Regions from separate parts of the Danio rerio genome. Here region 1 is linked to region 2. The links are chromatin contacts, called in public HiCAR-type maps. All regions are on one chromosome and are shown on one strand. Each heading gives the region's core, a stretch centred on a gene start, on an enhancer-like site or on the middle of the called end of the contact. The rest is flanking DNA. Distances are from core to core; before and after follow the strand shown.

What was found. HiCAR-type assays count read pairs that join an accessible place to other places.
Region 1: a HiCAR-type map of caudal fin shows a contact between it and region 2, with 4 times the contacts expected there. The contact joins two enhancer-like sites. A contact is called at or near these places in 6 of 18 Hi-C or Micro-C datasets (caudal fin, embryo, hematopoietic stem cells and 2 more) and 1 of 4 datasets of contacts at active chromatin or transcription factors (caudal fin).

The regions. Positions count from the first base shown.
Region 1 is chr15:16,039,287-16,042,091 of GRCz12tu, reverse strand. No RefSeq gene overlaps it. Among named protein-coding and RNA genes, the nearest start is that of zgc:162730, 27 kb to the right of the region's middle. Within about 2 kb of position 1,516, at least 24 of the 62 cell types and tissues checked have an H3K27ac peak or open chromatin away from gene starts, as enhancers often do. A contact at or near this core is called in caudal fin and skeletal muscle, where this site is marked.
Region 2 is chr15:15,908,921-15,911,620 of GRCz12tu, reverse strand. No RefSeq gene overlaps it. Among named protein-coding and RNA genes, the nearest start is that of zgc:162730, 100 kb to the left of the region's middle. Within about 2 kb of position 1,315, at least 25 of the 62 cell types and tissues checked have an H3K27ac peak or open chromatin away from gene starts, as enhancers often do. A contact at or near this core is called in caudal fin and skeletal muscle, where this site is marked.

The sequences.
Region 1 (2,805 bases), core at 267-2,766, 130 kb before region 2:
TGTGCGATGTAGCAGTAGAATACTATGGCGAAGCAGGCGATGGCAAGTAAATAAAACTCTCCTAATACTTAAAAGGTGGATAATTATGAACAATTCAACTGCATGTGAGTTTGAAGGAAAGTCTTTCGTTGACACTGAAGAAAGCACAGCACACAAGCCGCTATTTTACTACTAGGGAGAGATGCTGTAAAACTCCATCTCTGCCTCTCTCTCTCTCACACATTAGACATTTGACCCGCTGCGCTGGCCTGTTTGTGAGGTAATTTTAACCTCTCCTCTTGGCCGTTAAAGAGATACTTGTGGATCCAGACACAAGCGTGTCTGAGGTGCGAGTTTTCTTCACTGTGTCTATTATGTGATACCTGTAATAACTGCATATTATGCACATATAGACTGTAATCATGACTGTTCTTCTTGTGTGACTCATCGGTGAACAGCGCTTTCATTTCTAAAGCCAAGTGCAGCCCTTTTTGTTGAGCGGGTGAAGACAATGACGAATTATAGGGGTGTAAAATAGCGTTCAAAAAGGAAGCGGGATAATATTTACATTAGTTTATTTTCTATAAATGCTCCTGTTGTCTTCTGTGCATGTAGTGGAGTTTTGTTTAAAAAAATGTGTTTTCTTTGAGCTGGTAAAATTAAAGATACAGTTCTATATCTGACAGCTTGTATTAAAAGACAGTGTTGTATTACAAATAATATATCCATTTTAATATATTTATAGATTTTAATAAAAAAATTATTGTGTTGTGATAAAAAAATCTACTTATGTATGGAAAGCATCGTCAATGCACTGTGATGCACCAAGATATTGAAGTGAACCAAATAGATAGCATGATAATAGTAACCGAGCCGAACCGTAGCGTGAGACCAGTGTAGGTTCACACCCCTAACATATAGTTTAAATACATGGTAAATCTGTTTAGTTCTTTTTTCACATTGAGTCCAATACATTTAAGTTTTTTTGTTCAGTGTATTTTAATAGGCAACATTAGGATTTAAATAAATATATATCTTTTTCAAACAAACTATTAAACTGCATTAAATAGCATGCTTTAAAATAGTTTAGAACATTGTAACAAATAGCCTACCCAATTCAAAGCATCGACTGGATTATTTACTTAACTTGTAAGCACTTAATGCTCATTCTATCTATTTAAAACCACTTCTGTACAGTTAATGTCACCAAAACAGGAAGCCTCATCTTTAACCCACATATTTCTTTGTACGGCTGCGTGCCTATTCAGCTTTTACCATAGCAACACAATCGTAAGTATAGATTTTTTAAAGTAAACACCATTTTGCATTTGCGTAACCCTTCCTCAGGCACCACACACAATCAAAGTGACCAAAAGTTCGCTGAGAAGTCAAAAACCGATCCCAGAAAGAATTGACCGGCTTCTGAGAAATTGTGCAAGCAAATGGTGCAAGCGCTAGCATGCTGCCTAGCAATAATGAGCTCCGTGTTTTGACTAGCGGTCTGTCTGCGTAAACAGAGCTGGAGTAAACAGAGTGGAGGAAGTGCAGTGTGACCTCACACCTGATGAGAACACAGACGCACTTCTGACATCAACAAAAGACACTGTGGTGGAGGAAAACCCACTTCTGGACACCAATTTGGGGCAATGCTAATCTTACTATGACTTTGTACTCTATATAAAGGTGAAACCTAGTTTAACAGAAAATGCCAGTTTTGTCTGGGCAGGTTTGTATGATATGGGTTTGCCAGTAACATGTGCTGATTAAGCAAGTGATCTGAAATTCCCTAGATATGTGGGTGATTATAATTGCAGGCATATTTGGCATTTCGACACCTAAGGAAAACATATAATTTCTTCATGAGCAGCTATTTCCAGTATTTTATTGAAAGCATGTTCACTTTTAATAATCCAGTGCTTGCCAAACATAGGTTATTTTGACAAACACATCATCATGCCACCATATTACTCCTGTACTTCAGCAACTACACTGGCTTTCTATTGTCACAGATTGATTTTCACAGATTTATTCGGCATCGGGACCCTGTATCAGTCACGTTGTAAACACAAGACTATCAGCGTTAGGAATGTCACTTCTCTGGGCTATTTTAAGAAACTCACCTTTTTAGCATTGTTTTTAACTTAAGATGATTATTTTTGTTAATTTATTATTGTTATGGTTTATATTTTTATTGTTTATGTTTCTGCTATTGTTTGACTCTAAGAAAAGTGCATTACGAAAACAATTTATTATTATTATTATTACTATTATTATTGAATTTTATTTACTTTTTTATGGAAGGATTGGGTAATGTGTAAAAATTACAGTAAATCATATGGCAAGAAAAAAATTCTATTAGATAAACCAGCAATGCTCATTCTGAAAATGTAGCCCTATATACATTCCTAGAGATCGTGAATTATGTATCCAGACATACATAACGGCGTGTGACGTCATTCCTTTTTGTACTTGCCAGCTGACCGCTTGCTACCACATGGACAACCTTTTCCCACTTTTTCCCACCGGTGGACTTGAGATGCAGAACAGAGTTAACAATGATTGCAGGGTTCGAGTTCGACGAAGAATTGTTCCAAACAGCTGATGGGACTGTTGGTTGGGTTTTGGGAAGATGGTGGGCACTGGTCAATCGGTTCTTTTGAAAACACTATTGGTTGGGTTTCGGCAAAGAACATCGAATCACCAAGAAGCGATACTCCAGTGCGATTTGGTAAACAGCCACTAGATGCCGCAGTGGCCATTTTGGAATGAAAATTTCAATAGAACAACAACATATTATAAGTCTGTAAAAAGTCTGTGATAGTAGGG
Region 2 (2,700 bases), core at 66-2,565:
GCGTTTCTTGGAGGGCCCCATGAAAGCTGCTCTTGAATGCTTATTTTAAACATAAGCGTAAGGACAAGTGCGTTTAAATCATAAACAATGCTCATTGTGCAATGCACAAAACCCCATCAAACATGAAACAATTCACAACGACGGTGAGGAAAAAAAAAGTTTCATTTAAATATTAGCTCTGTTAATATTCATACATGACAAATCTGAGAATGATAATGAATACACAAGTATTAATAAAAGCTGAAAATATTAGAAATATACCCAGCAGCACTACATTCTATCTTACATAACACCGCACGCAATCACCTACTGGGTGAACTAGAATGACGTAACTTATTCTACATAGATTCCACATATCTCTCCAAATTGCTCATGTTCGATATAAACCCGAAAAATCTTAAGTAATATAACATCACAAGTGTCATTGCCATTTGCAATCTAATCTGTAATGAAATGGCATCCAAACTGCATCTTTCCGAAGATTTCTGAATAAAAGAAGAAAAGAAAAGCAGAAGAAAAAAGTAAGCTCAAAGTAATGTTCTGCTATCCATAATACATTATTTAGTAGTACTTTGCAATACTTACAAACTTATTTGTTTAAATATGAGTAAATATTTTTTCATATGTATTATAGGTTAAATATGTTACAGTTTATTAAAATGTATACATCTAAATATTATAATTTTTTTTTTTTTTTTTTGTGTGTGCTTTCTTACTGTTTTTACACCAATGGGCCCAATTTTTTTATCGAGCATAGGGCCCCTCAACCCTACATGCCAGCACTGACTATGGTTATTTATTAAACTCTTTGTTTCAAACAAACAAACAAACAAACAAACAAACAATAAATAAATAAATAAATAAATAAATAAATAAAAATAATAATAAAAATAAACAATACATTTTGTACAATATATTTTTTATGTTTTTTTTTATTTTTCACTGAATGACTTTTTCCTACTGAATGATTCTTCTTTGGAGATAAACATCGAGTAAGGAACAAAACTAGCAGTGTTATGTTTCATTTGAGCCATGTTGGTTGTTTAGTGAATATCCACGTGGTTTACTAGTACACCTGTAGCTTCCAGTGAGTGTGCCCACATTACCGTAAAGTAGGAGGAAAACAGCAGCAGCAGCTAAGATGATGAATTCACATGTGAAACCTCTGACCTCTGAGATCCTGACACACTTCAAACTCTTCAACCACACACGCTGGGAATAATTAATAAACAGAGAAAGGCGAGGTGTGAGTCACACACGCAAAACTTAACTCTTTGAGCTCTTCCTGGCAGCTGTTCAAGGGTAAAGCCCTACAAAGCTGCTACTATTTCCTTCACGGGCTTGACATGGACTGATGAGGAAACACGTTTTTCGGTAAGATGGGAATCCACTCCACTATATCCACTTGAACTACAGTCACGACTGATTTATGTGTGTTTTTGTGTGTGTGTGTGTGTGTGTGAAAGTGCATATTAAAGCAGAATTTATATTTATACCTTTCATTCTAGATCTCTTAGAGGTGAAACTGCAGCTATAGCGCCATCTTGTGACTCCATAAGCAAAAGTCAACCGTTTTCATACATAGAAATACAAAGAAAAAAATTGTAGGCACCAACCAACATGAATAAATAAATAAATAAATAAATAAATAAATAAATAAATAAATAAATAAATAAATAAATAAATAAATAAATAAATAAAAACAAAACAAAACAAAACAAAACAAAACAAAACAAAACTACAAACAAACAAATAAATAAAGAAAGAAAGATTACTGACAATACTAGCTATTTAATGAGAATTTTCATTTCTGAAGGATCACATGACAACGAAGTAAGAATTCTTTAAGAGTTATTATATCCTGTTAGTTTCAAATTTATCATAATTTTCTATACAGTGTAACATTGTTTAAAATATGTTTAACAATATTACTAAGAACATTATATTTATTGTAGTAGAGTATTAATGTGGCTACACCGTGGCGCAGTAGGTTGTGCTGTCCCCTCACAGCAAGAAGGTCGCTGGTTCGAGCCTCGGCTGGGTCAGTTGGCATTTCTGTGTGGAGTTTGTGTGTTCTCCCTGCACTCACGTAGGTTTCCTCCGGGTGCTCAGGTTTCCCCCACAGTCCAAAGACATGCGGTAAAGGTGAATTTTGTAAGCTAAATTGTCCCTTGTGTATGAGTGTGTGTAGATGTTTCCCAGAGATGGGTTGCAGCTGGAAGGGTATCCGCTGAGTAAAACATGTGCTGGATAAGTTGGTGGTTCATTCCGCTGTGGCGACCCCAGATTAATAAAGTGACTAAGCCGAAAAGAAAATGAATGAATGAGTAATAATGTTATAGTATAGTAGTATTATCACTATTATACCATTTGTTGTAAGTATATTGTAAATAATTATTATTTTTAAATGATATTTAGGAGATAAATTCATTTAATGAATTCATTTAGTATTATTTTTTATTATCCAAATTCATCCCGTTTTCAGGCACCGCAACGTGACTTAGAAGTGTGGTTTCCCCGCCCACCAATTTGATTGACAGCTGCATATTAACATGTCTCTGCAGTAACGTGTATAATACTATCAACAAGACAGGACGTGCGCAAAGCAATAAGGATTCAAAAATCTGTTGATCTCTCTGTGATCATCAATCACATTAAATCTGATCAAGAATGAGTTTAAGTTTAAAGCGTTTTAAAACA